Linked DNA regions of Mus musculus: region 2 is linked to region 1. Evidence: chromatin contacts called from public Hi-C data. All regions are on one chromosome and are shown on one strand. Each heading gives the region's core, a stretch centred on a gene start, on an enhancer-like site or on the middle of the called end of the contact. The rest is flanking DNA. Distances are from core to core; before and after follow the strand shown. Region 1 has its middle 31 kb from the start of Gm44968. Region 2 overlaps Pde8a (phosphodiesterase 8A).

Region 1 (6,147 bases), core at 3,247-5,746:
CTGGGCTGTGTAGGAAAGCAGACTGAGCAAGGTGTGGAGAGCAAATGGTCTTTGCTTCAGTTCCTCCCTCAGCTTCCCTGGGGGTAAGACCTATGATGGATATTTGTGAGCCAAATAAACTCTTCCCAAGCTGATTTTAATCAGTTTTATCGAAACAACAAAAGGAAACTAAAGAAATTGGTATCACGGGAGGCAGAGGCAGGTGGATTTCTGAGTTCAAGGCCAGCCTAGTCTAGAAAGTGAGTTCCAGGACAGCCAGGGCTATTCAGAGAAACCCTGTCTTGAAAAACCAAAGAAAGAAAGAAAGAAAGAAAGAAAGAAAGAAAGAAAGAAAGAAAGAAAGAAAGCAAGCAAGCAAGCCGGGCGTGGTGGCACACGCCTTTAATCTCAGCACTCGGGAGGCAGAGGCAGGCAGATTTCTGAGTTCAAGGCCAGCCTGGTCTACAGAGTGAATTCCAGGACAGCCAGGGCTATTCAGAGAAACCCTGTCTCGAAAAACCAAAAAGAGGAAGAAAGAAGGAAGGAAGGAAGGAAGGAAAGAAGGAAGGAAGGAAGGAAAGAAGGAAGGAAAGAAGGAAGGAAGGAAAGAAGGAAGGAAAGAAGGAAAGAAGGAAGGAAAGAAAGAAAGAAAGAAAGAAAGAAAGAAAGAAAGAAAGAAAGAAAGAAAGAAAGAAAAAGAAATTGGTATCAGAGAGTGGGATTTTGTGAGATTTGGAAAGGACTGTAGAACTTTTTGGAACTTTGGGCTGGGAAAGCTTAGAACTTAGGTTATTCTTTGGGAACTTGGAGGACAAGAATGTTGAGAGAGAAATGCAAGTGATGGAGACTTGGTTTATGAAGATTCTGAGACTTTCAGGACTATTTGTTTGATATTTTGAATTAAGAGTCAATAAAAGAGGCTGGGTGTGTTGGCGCACACCTTTAATCCCAGTACTCGGGAGGCAGAGGCAGGCAGATTTCTGAGTTTGAGGCCAGCCTGGTCTACAAAGTGAGTTCCAGGACAGCCAGGGCTACACAGAGAAACCCTGTCTCAAAACAAACAAACAAACAAACAAACAAAAAAGAGTCAATAAAAGTGAAACCTTGGGGGCTGGAGAGATGGCTCAGCGGTTAAGAGCACTGACTGATTTTCCAAAGGTCCTGAGTTCAATTCCCAGCAACCACATGGTGGCTCACAACCATAATGAAATCTGATGCCCTCTTCTGGTGTGTCTGAAGTCAGCTACAGTGTACTTAAGATATATAAATAAATCTTTAAAAAAAAGTGAAACCTTTAGTTTACTGGGACAATCAATGCTGATGGCATAAAAAATCAGCTATCAAACCAGCATCGTTGAGGCTGTGACACTGTGGCCTACTGGAGTGTCAAGGCTGTACATCAAGCTGGCAGCAGAATGTGGCAATGTGAAAAAGTCTTATACATCATACTGAAGGCATGAAGGGGTTACAGAGAGCAACAAGGAGTTCATGAGACTAGGAATGGTATGGGACTAAAAGACACCATTAATGAAGGTGCTGTGGGACAATGGCCCAAGCCCTTTGGAGCCCAGAAGATCATGAGTGAGTCCCAAATGTCAGACATTGAGTTTTGTACACTGTTGGACTTGGGGTTGACTTGGATCTGTTTACAGCCATGTCCTGTTTCTTCCCTTTTGGAATAAGAAAGTATGTGATTTATTTTGGATTTTATAGGAGTCCACAGTTAGACTCTGAATATTTAAATTTATTTATCGCCTATGTGTGTAAGATATGTGTTTCTGGGCACATATATAATACAGTGGGAGGTGGGGGGAGTCAGCAGACAACCTTGTACAGTCCGTTTTCTCCTTTCATCTTTACATGGGCTCAAGGGGCTGAACCCAGGTCATCAGACTTGTGTGCCATACTCTTTACTCCCTGAGCCATCTTACTAGCTCTGACACAGGGTATTTTAAAAATAATCTATTTTTATTTTGTTTGCAAGTTTTTGTCTGCCTGTATTTGTGTGTACTATAAATATGTCTAGTGCCCTCAGAGGTCAGAAGGTATTGGATCCACTGGAACTGGCACTAGAGACAGCTGTCAATGCTGGGGCTGTCAATGCTGGGGACCGGGTCTTGTGCAAGAGCACAAAGTACCTTTAACCTGTGACCCATCTCTCCAGCCCCAACTTGAAGTATTTTAAAGAGATATTGAACTTTTTTTTTTCCTGAGACAGGGTTTCTCTGTATAGCCCTGGCTGTCCTGGAACTCACTTTGTAGACCAGGCTGGCCTCGAACTCAGAAATCCACCTGCCTCTGCCTCCCAAGTGCTGGGATTAAAGGCGTGTGCCACCATGCCCGGCTCATAAATGATAGAATTTTTAAAGACTGTGGGACTTTCAAGAGTTGAACAGTATTTTATATTTCAATCTTAATATTAACATGAGATCTTGGAGACAGAAAATCCTTAGAGATTATGTTTTAATAGTGATACGTTTATGCATCAAGTTGACAAGGGGTCATTTGTGCTCATTAGTCTTTGTTAGCACAAATCAGAGTCACCTGGGAAGAAGGACCCTTCGCTGAAGAACTGTCACCATCAGATTGGCCCATAGGAATGTCTTCAGAACATTTTCTTGATTGTTAATTAATATGGAAGGGCCCAGCCCACTGTGGGCAGCGCCAACCCTAGGCAGGTGGTCATGGGTTGTAGAAAAGCACAAGCTGAATAAGCCAGTGAGCAGCATTCCTCCATGGCCTCTGCTGTAGCTCTGGCCTCGAGCTCTGCCTTCAGCGGTGGATTGTGATCAGGGCGTGTAAGACAAACAAACGCTTTCTTCCCCCAGTTGGCTTTGGCCAGTCTCTTATCAGGGCAGGAAAGGCAAATGAGGACACCAGCCCTTGCTTCTGGAGTTTGTCTCTACCATTCCCAACCCTGTCTCTTCTGCTCAGGCTGCTGCCACCCCCAAGGCTCATTTACTCCAGTAAATGGCTTTGGGGTACTTCATGCACCCATTTCTTCACCCCTACCTGCCACCTCCCCCTTCCCTTCCAGCTAGAACTAGATTTGCCTGAGGCAGAGGGAACTTGGAGTCCAGTGTGGCAGAAACTGGTTCTACCACATGAGTTAGGTCCAGTTTGGCTCTGCGATAGATCTTTGTTCTGAGGGCACCTTCTTTGCCCATAGCTGACCTGAGTTCCAGTCCTCTGGGCCCTTAGCTCTGCAGCATGGAGGCTTGGCTTGGCTCTTGTACCCCATGGCTATAGTCCTGGCCATTTCCCCTGCAGCTCTCCATTCAAACTCCAAACCCCTCTCCCACTGCCCTTGAGCAGGACCCTTTGCTGACTGTACACACAGCTGTCTTTCCAAGATCAAGCTCCCCACCTCTTCCTCTCTTACCTGTTGGGTCCTTGTCCTGATGCTCTGGGCTCCATGCGAACTCATTACACAGCCAGGGATGTTCCTGGTAAAATGGCAGCTTCTTGGGCATAGACATTACAGTGCTTTTGTTTTCTTCCAAAGTACCTAGCATGGTGCTGGACTTAGGTCTATGGGAATGAATCACAACTTCTCTGAGAGTTGGTTCTTCTCTGTGGAGATGGTACTGCTGATCGGGGGTTGCACACAGGGTTCCGGGACTCCTTAGTCACAGAGCAGTGGACTTTAACATCTCTTACTCCCACAGAAGCTGGGTGCCCCTTGAGGATGAGGCCACCAGGACATATTTCTTAGAGGATTCATGGTTGCTGATACTCAATTGCCTATAAAACCTACTTGTGGGAGGTGGAATTCAAGAATATCCAGGAATTGAGGCATATAACAAGCTAAAGGCCAGCCTGGGCTACACAAGTTCCTCTCTCAAACAAACAAACAAACAAACAAACAAACAAACAAACTGAACAACAACAACAGAAAAGGAAGGAGAAAAACAGAACAGCTTTTAAACTAGGTTGGCACAGGTGCCTTCACTTGTCCAACAGTCATGTCAGGCATTGCTAATCAATCCCAGCATTCCTCTCACCGTAACCACAAGGCTTACTGCTATAAGAGCCTGCTACCAAGCAGTTCAAGGCTCCTTTTCAGGAGAAAACTTTTTTCACCTCAGTTAGAAGAAAATAAGCTAAACCTTGTCACCAAGGGTGTGGGATTTTGGCAGACTCTAGAAATTAAGGGCAGTATAAAGCAGAGAGGGTTTCCTGCAAAAAATAGGGGTCTTTGTAGGTGAGCTGTCTGCGCCACACTGATGAATTGTGTGTTCTATAGATTTAGATGCTGACACTGTGGCCTCTGAGGTGACATTAGGAAATGGGGCCTTGGGAGGTCATCAGGATGGAGCCCTTATAAAAGAGACTGCAGAGTTCTCCTGCTGTGAGGTTAGGGTCAGAGGTCAGAAGGGTCAGAGAGCCAGAACGGGGTCTTCAGGAGAGTTCAGCCATGTGGCACCTTGATATTGAACTTCTGGCCCCAAACCCGTGAGGAATAAATTCTTGTCATTTATAAGCCACTCTGTTTATAGTATTTTGTAACCGAGACTGATGTAAGAGAGCCCCACCCTCATGACCTCATCTGAACCTAATGGCCATCCACAAGCCCCACCTCCAAATACTTCACACTGGGAACCAAGGCTTCCTCACAGGGACTAAGGAGATAGAACCTAGTCCACAGTACCTACTATGCACCTACTATGCTCTGAGAGCAGCTTGATGGGACAGCAGTGACCCAGACCCTGTAGGAAGGCGAAGGATTGGATTCTTCCTTAGAGCAGGAGTGGGAGGAGCTAACCCTTTGCCTCCACTTCCCTCCCAAGTGCCGGGGTTACAGCTGTGTGCCACGTGTGCCTCTATGAACCAGTGCCATGGCCTATTTATTTATTTATTTATTTTACTTAATTTTATGTGTATGGTATCTAAATGCACACCTGCTATACTTGGCCCTCTAGAAGAGCAGCCAGTGCTCTTAGCCACTGAGCTATCTCTCCAGCTCCTGGCATGCTTTTTGAGACTGTTTCTATATTACAAATTAAAATTAATGCCATTTATATCAAGGGCTATCTCCTTTAAACGTACAATGTGCTGCAATATTTGGATTGTCTACAAGATAACAGTATTTATTAATATGTTTTACTAAAACCCAATTTAATAATTCAAAAAAACATTTTTTATTTATATCAAATATGGGACTGTGGTTGCATATTTTCCATGAGTATGTAGGCTCTGTGTTCTTCTGTAGTTGATATAGTAATAATCAATATATTTATTATTTTAAATTGTGGCGGTCTGATAATTAACTCCTCTTTGCCCCATGACCATATGAATGGCTTACTTTGGAGATCTTAGCAAAAAGTTGACACTGGCAGCCCAGTCCCCTTTTGCTATCTCCTGTGTGCACCAGAAATGCCGTGGGCACCTTCAGCTTAGCATGAGCAAGAGCCCTCCCAGACAGACCTGTCAGTGGCCCTATATTGAGCAGACTGAAGCAGGCTGGAGTGGTCAGAGAGGGGCTGTCCTGCTTTGTACACTGGGCAGGGCCTGCACGTGGGAGATAGGACAAGCACACCCTGGGGAGAAAAAGCACAGGCAAGAACTCAGTGTGGTAAAGCTGGGACAGAGGCCCGTTGCTGCCTCTCTGTCACATCTAGAGAACAAAGGGGCGTGTTGGTGAGGTGACAGTGGGGAACACCCACGTCTGTATGAGGCACACCTGGCCGGGTGAACATGGCTTCCTGCGATGCTTCTTCTCCACCCTTGGTATTGGACTAAGTTCCTAGGCAGACAACAGAACAGATGACTCTAAGCTATTAACAAAGGCACGCGAGGTCGCGTGTCAGGGATTGGTTCCTGGATCCTGTGCTGATGCCCACATTACAGATGCTCAAACCCTTTGTATAAAATGTTGCTGACTGGCTGTGTGGGAGCATGCCTGGAATCCCAGTGCCCAGCAAGCTTGAGGCCAGCCTGGGTGGCATGAGACACCACCTCAAAAAACAATACACTAAACTAAATAAAATAAAATGCTGTGCATTTGCATATAGCCTACATATATCCTGCTCTAGGTCAGTTATAATATGTAACACAATATAGGTGTGTGTAAACGGGTGTGATACTGCGTCATTTAGGGACTCATGACAAGAGAAAGAGGTGTGTGCTCAGTACACATGCAATTACCCGCCACCCCCCCCCCCCCAT
Region 2 (6,210 bases), core at 2,701-5,200, 110 kb after region 1:
GCTGCATTAGAGACTGATCAGAAGCAAGCTGTACGCTGTGCTCAGCATGCACCAGCAGCTGCAGCGAAAGTACCAGTGAAGGGAGGTGGTGAGAAGGAGATGTTATTCTCTCCCACTGCTGTCTGCTCTACCTGAGATGCTGAGTTGTTGTCATCAGAGAAACATGGTGTTGCCCTGAGGAGTGGCAAAGCCTCAGTGAGCTTGTCGGAGGCATGTGCTCCGACTCCTGATGCCCCGTCAAGACAGGCTGGTCAGCTGTGGTTTCCCAACCATGTTGGCAGGAGGGACAGAATGAAAACAGTGCTTCAAACTGTGCAGTTGCAGTACAGTAAGCCGTGATTCTAGGTGTGGCTTGAGAACTGGAGAGAGCAAGCCAGGCGCCCTCTGCAGCAGGCACACTGCACACACAGTGCATTCCAAACCTGTTGACAAGAGGAAGGTGGCTCTGACACCTGGGGTTCAGTGAAGCGAGCTAAGAAAACTGATGGCTGTCAGCAGCCTGGATAAAAGTCACTTCCGATCAAGGGTGACTGACAAGATGAAGAATCGGGTAGGGGGTGTAAAAGCTGCATCAACATAATGGCCCAGAAAGAACAGCACTAATGACTGTGTGCATGTGGTGCATGGACATATTTGTGTGGGGGTGGGAGGGTGCATGCGTGTGGAGGCCAGAGGCTGACACAGGGACTGATTGTTCTTCACCTGATTTTTTAAGGCAGGGTCTTTTACTGGTCCTGGAGCTTATCCATTAGACTAGACTTGTTGGCCATCGAACTCTATACCCTCCGCCCCTGAGTGCTGGGGCTATAGACATGCACTGCCCCTCCTGGCTTTTGCTTGGGTCCTGAGGATCTGAGCTAGGTACTCATTTTTTTGAGACAAATTGGTGCCATAGGGGCATGGCTGCATAACAGAAGGGAAGATTTCGTGAAGGAAGATGGAGGAAGGAGAGAAGCCCTGGGAGAAACCCCGGCATGGTCTAGTTTAGCAGTTCTACCCTTTGGGGTTGTGTGTGTCAAACAACTCACTCACAGGGGTCACCTAAGACCATTGTATTAGACAGATAGTTACATTTCGATTCATAACCATAGCAAAATTACAGTTATGAAGTAGCAATGAAAATAATTTTATGGCTGGGGGTCTCCACAACATAAGGAACTGTATTAAAGGGTCACAGCAATAGGAAGGTTGAGAACCACTCTTGTAGCAGAATTAAAATTCACATGGATACAGAAGCAAAAGCAAACTCAGGAGAAGGAATGGCTCCGTGGTACAGATGTTACCGTGCAAGCATGAAAACCAGAGTCCAGACCGCCAGCACCTATGTAATGGTGGGTATGCATGACCCACCTGTAAGTTCAGCCTTAGAGGGCAGAGATGGCTCCCTGGAACAAGCTGCTTATCTGGATAAGCTGAAGCCTGAGCTTCAGCCTCAACCGAGAGACCCTGCCTCAGTGAACAAGGTGGAGGGTGACTGAGATGATGCCGAGCATTGGTCTGGGACCACACACCGCACACCCCACAAACAGAATTATGTTCCTCCTGTCAAAAAAAAAAAAATAATAAGGACAGTGTCAAGACACATTCGTTCATACGATTTCTTGATTCACCTTGATCTAAAGAGCAAGATCGCTGTGAACCTCCATGGTAACCCCTTCCTCGGTGTTGGTGCTGAGACCATTATCAGGATCATTTGGAGTTCTCTCGTGTGACCAGAGACTGGTAGTTTCCCCAGTACATGCTTATGGTTCTTTAGCTAATAATCAATTCTCAGCAATTTCACAGGGCATGAAGCCACCTAAAGAGTATGTTGCCTTCTTTAGCTTTCCTTGTAACTATCCATTGGAACGGTTATGTGCTTTCTAGAAAGTATCCTTGACGGGAGGGGTCATGCTGTTTTTCCTAATGTCTAGCATGTGGAAATGATGGCTAACATTCAGATAATTTTAAACCACAAAGACCAAATATTATTTAGATAATAATAGGGAAATACAGAGTGAAAAAAATCCAGATTCCTGGTTCTGCAGAGTGTCACAGCAGCTCCGAGTTCTCACTGCATATTCTCTATTCTCTCTCTCTCTCCCTCTCTCTCTCTCTCTCTCTCCCTCTCTCTCTCTCTCTCTCTCTCCCTCTCTCTCTCTCTCCCTCCTTCCCTCCCTTGGTCTGTCAATCTATCTACTTTGAGGCAGGATCGCTGTACTGGAACTTGCTTTGTAGACCAGGCTGGCCTTTAACTCACAAAGATCCACCTGCCTCTGCCTCCCAATGCTGGAATTAAAGATGTGTACCACCATGCCTGACAGCAAAAAAACCTTATCTCTAGCTATATATCCATCCATCCATCCATCCATCCATCCATCCATCCATCCATCCTTCAGATCCACATCACTGTTGTTTGGGGTTTTCTATCATGTGTAATCAAGGGTAGTTCTGAGAATGCCCCAGGTTTCTTGGTCTTTAGAGTCTCCTGACTTTGAAATCTGTCTTCCTAGTGTCCATTTTGATTATTTCAAATCATTTCTTTCCTAGTTTCATGATTTTTAAGGCAAGAATATTAGTTTTAATGGCCATTGTCTCTCATGCCATTTTCTGTGCCTGCCATTCCTATTTCTAGCCAGTTGTTCATTTTCACTAGAGGAAGTCAAGTGTTTGCTTCTGTCTTCACATACAGTTTAGCACTGCGTTGACGGGCTTGTGGGCTGGGTGGACATGCTCCCTCTCCTGTTTCTTCCTTGACACAGAGCCCCATGTCTGTTTCCTGCAGTGATAGGCAGGTTGTCCACAGCTCCTCCTCATATATTACTTGGATGGTTGCCCACTTGCCACTATATTACCATAACTGTTTCCCCCACTAAAATGCTGAGAGTGTATTTGACATGGCTGGCTGGAAACTTAAGTCTCCCTTTCCCTCTCCATCGCTGTTATGATGAAGGGCATGACGGGAACCTCTAAGAACAGATGGAGTGTCCCTAAGAGTCACATGGGCTTTGTTACCAGGAGTGCACCAGCTTTGTACAAATAAGGGTCTGCTGCACCAATGATCCTTCTGGAGCTGAGAGACCCTCCTCTAGCCTTTCTCTCCAGAAACTGAGTCTGGTCTTCTCCTAGCAGGAAGACCAGGGCTGGACACCTAGCCAGCCCTACAGTCCCCTGTGTGGAAAGTCTTTTCCAGTAGAACTCTACAGTGTCCTTTAGGTGGGCTCCTGTGGGGAAGAAGGACAGATGAGAGCTAGTAGAGTCGAGTGGACATTAGGAAACACAAGAATGTTGAAAAAGGATGGGAAGAGCTATGTGCTCATGAGAGATTAGCTGGGCCCTGGAGCTGCTTTTCGTTTTTGCACAGCTCTCACTGAGAACTAGTGACCCACAGCCTCAGACCCACAGGAAACTGCAGTCTGCATGCCCCAAGGTAAGAGCGAGCAAAGGATAGAGGCTCTGCCTATTCTGTGATCACATTCCTGCTGCAAGGGTAAGGAATTGTTTTAGTTTCATTTCTGTTGCTGTGATAAAATATCCTGACAATAGTAATTTAGTGGAGAAAGGGTTATTTTAGCTCATTCCGTTTTATGGTCTATCACTGTGGTGAAATCAAGGTGACAGGAATTTGAAACAGCTAGATACATTACACCCACAGTTAGAAGCAGAGAAAAATGGATGCACACTTGCCTACCCACTTGCTTGCTTTGTGCTCAGCACTTAAGGCAATCCCCTACAGACAAGTCTGTAGGCCAACAGAGTGCTGACCATGTCTTACTGATACACTCTCTTTCCGGGGCATTGTGGGTTGTGGTGAGTTGACAATTAAAGCTGATAATCACTAGTCGTCAACTGGGACAAAACACACACGGATACATAAAGCCTGCAAATCTTAAAATGGTCTCCGTCTGGCTCTTTACAGGAAGTTTGTGAGGATCAGTGCACACACTGTGTATGATGATTCCCTTGCTGACATCTAGAGTAGTTGTGTTATGTGCCATCTCTGGAGAAATTGGGAAGTAGCCACTCTGTGATTCAGACGTGGCTCAGCCTTTTTTTATTTTTTAAGAGCTGAAGTCATGGAGTCAGCCTTGGCTAGTTTCTATCCCATCCTGAACACATTGTCTTCCAGGAGGCCGGTGTGATTGTCTCTTAGTTAGGACAGTCTGAATATGGCGCTCTTTACCACTCCCATCCAAGATCCTTCTTCTCCAGTGGGTGGAAGGAGATAACTTAGATAAATCCACCTTTTTCTCAGTGGAAGTTGAGTTCAAAGCTGTGGTATGCCTCCAGCAGAGTGTTCCTTTCCTTTTGCTACTCCTCTGCATTTCCTATATGCCTTCCCTCTGATCTCTTCGCTAGGTTGTCATCACTCGTGGTCTATGTAATTGCTTCCCCTTAAAGGGTTGAGGGGAGAGCCTCATACTCCTTGGGTGATGTCAGTGGAGCAGTGTCTCATACTCTTCCCCACCAAACCTCCGTCTTAACCCTCAGTCACAGGTGATGGCTCTTTTCATTGCGACTGACAACAGTATCTTGTATTTCCTGGTCTTAGTCTTGTGGTGGTGTGATTTTTGCCTCCAGATTACCTTAGAATTCTTCATTCTTGTTAGGGGACCCACATGGAGACTTCTGCTACATATGTGCGGGGAGCCTAGGTCCAGCCCATGCATGCTCTGTGGTTGGCAGTTCAGTCACTGTGAGTTCCCATGGGCCCAGGTTAGTTGACTCTGCAGGTCTTCTTATGGTGTCCTTGACCATTCTGGCTCCCTCAGTCCTTCCTCCCACGCTTCCACAAGACTTCTCTGGAGTGGGGCCTTACTCTGACTCTGTTGCCTGCCTTTGGATCCCTTTTCCCTAGCTGGGCTGCCTTGTCTGGCCTCAGTGGGAGGGGATGCACCTAGCTTGATGTGCCAGGATGGGTTGGTACCCATGGGGGGAGGCTTCCCTTCTCAGAGGAGAGTGGGAAGGGAATGGGAGGATGCATTGGAAGGAGAGGAAGAAGTGGGGGGCGGAGGGGAGTGCTGCAATCGGAATGTAAAGCAAATGAGTAAATAAATTAAGGAAAAGAAAAAAAAGAATTCTCCGTTCTTTGACAAGCTGATCCCTGTTTGCTGTGACCTGCAGTCTGCACAGGCAGGAGAAGCTTGCACTTCCTTCCAGGGGAGGAGACAAGTGATTGTGGCCCCTTTCTAGTAAGTACAGTGTAGGAGAGAGTGTCCCCCGGGCTAATGCATAAAGAGTCTCCTTAGCTGTTTCATTTGTGCATGATAATTGTCATGGGTATTACGGTCCACTGATGAGGGGTTTATCCCCAGGAAAGATCAAATAACTGAGACCATGAATCCACAGTGTGAAGGGAGCCCTTCCTCTTCTTGTTTTCCTCCCCAACTGTAATTCTACAGCTAAAACTATGAAAGTATATTTATTTTTAAGAATTGTTTTTATACTTGTTTAAAATTTTGTTTTTTAAAGGTCTATCAGATCATCAAAATTCTCAGAAAACACAGTTATTGTTGGCGTAGTACGCAGGTAAACATTTTTTTAATGTTGAAATTTATATATCAATGCAATGTTATCAACAGATGGCAAAATAAGGGCTTGCCTGTGACAGGAGAGCCCCTTTGAAGTCTGGCTTTCATTACTCTGTGGCATTTTATTTTTTCTTCTTTGCTTGACCTCAGGGAGGAAGTTTGCTTTCAGGTTTAGTTTTCTAAACTTTGAACCTCCATTTGCAGGCAAACTATTAAGAAAATTCCATTCTCTTAAGGGTGAAGGTTGCGAAGAGGGGTCTTTGTAGGGCCTTTAATTCAGGTATCTATAAGGATTCAGGTGCCACATAAGTGCAGGGAATCTTCTCACATTAGAGCAAGGAGAAGAGACTATACAAGGAAGAGAGCAACCCTTAACTATGCACGATTTCCAGTCAGTATAGACAGACATGCTTCTGTGCTCTGTAATCTTCTCAGTATGGAAGAGAGGAGAATTTAATAGTTTCAGTATATAGAGATTTATATATTAAGTATATACCTGGACACTATTCAGTTGTTAACATAATCTTTGTATTTAAAGTATTAAAATACTTAGATGGAACGCCAGGCACCTGTCGTCTAGTACTTGGAGGCCCAGGAAAGAGGATCGACAGCTTGAGCCTAGGAGTCGAGGCCAGCCTGAGCAACAGCACACCCTATCCCCACTAAACACGCTATGAAAAGATCCTGCCAAAAGGCTAAA

Evidence for each region. Hi-C and Micro-C count contacts between places; a contact is called where the count stands out from the background.
Region 2: a contact with region 1 is called in a Hi-C map of bone marrow-derived macrophages, with 45 read pairs. The contact joins two enhancer-like sites. A contact is called at or near these places in 5 of 15 datasets of contacts at CTCF or cohesin (CD8 T cells, the NIH/3T3 cell line, embryonic stem cells and 1 more), 30 of 484 Hi-C or Micro-C datasets (the AML12 cell line, the AtT-20 cell line, CD4 T cells and 20 more), 11 of 115 datasets of contacts at active chromatin or transcription factors (the 230-238 cell line, CD4 single positive thymocytes, CD8 T cells and 7 more) and 4 of 9 other capture datasets (adipose tissue, embryonic stem cells, liver and 1 more).

The regions. Positions count from the first base shown.
Region 1 is chr7:81,172,050-81,178,196 of GRCm38.p6, forward strand. No RefSeq gene overlaps it. Among named protein-coding and RNA genes, the nearest start is that of Gm44968, 31 kb to the right of the region's middle. Within about 2 kb of position 4,497, at least 19 of the 459 cell types and tissues checked have an H3K27ac peak or open chromatin away from gene starts, as enhancers often do. A contact at or near this core is called in bone marrow-derived macrophages, where this site is marked.
Region 2 is chr7:81,286,786-81,292,995 of GRCm38.p6, forward strand. Pde8a (phosphodiesterase 8A) reads left to right here. Exons shown (of 22, transcript NM_008803.3): 4 at 5,452-5,508. Among named protein-coding and RNA genes, the nearest start is that of Rps17, 55 kb to the right of the region's middle. Within about 2 kb of position 3,951, at least 5 of the 459 cell types and tissues checked have an H3K27ac peak or open chromatin away from gene starts, as enhancers often do. A contact at or near this core is called in bone marrow-derived macrophages, where this site is marked.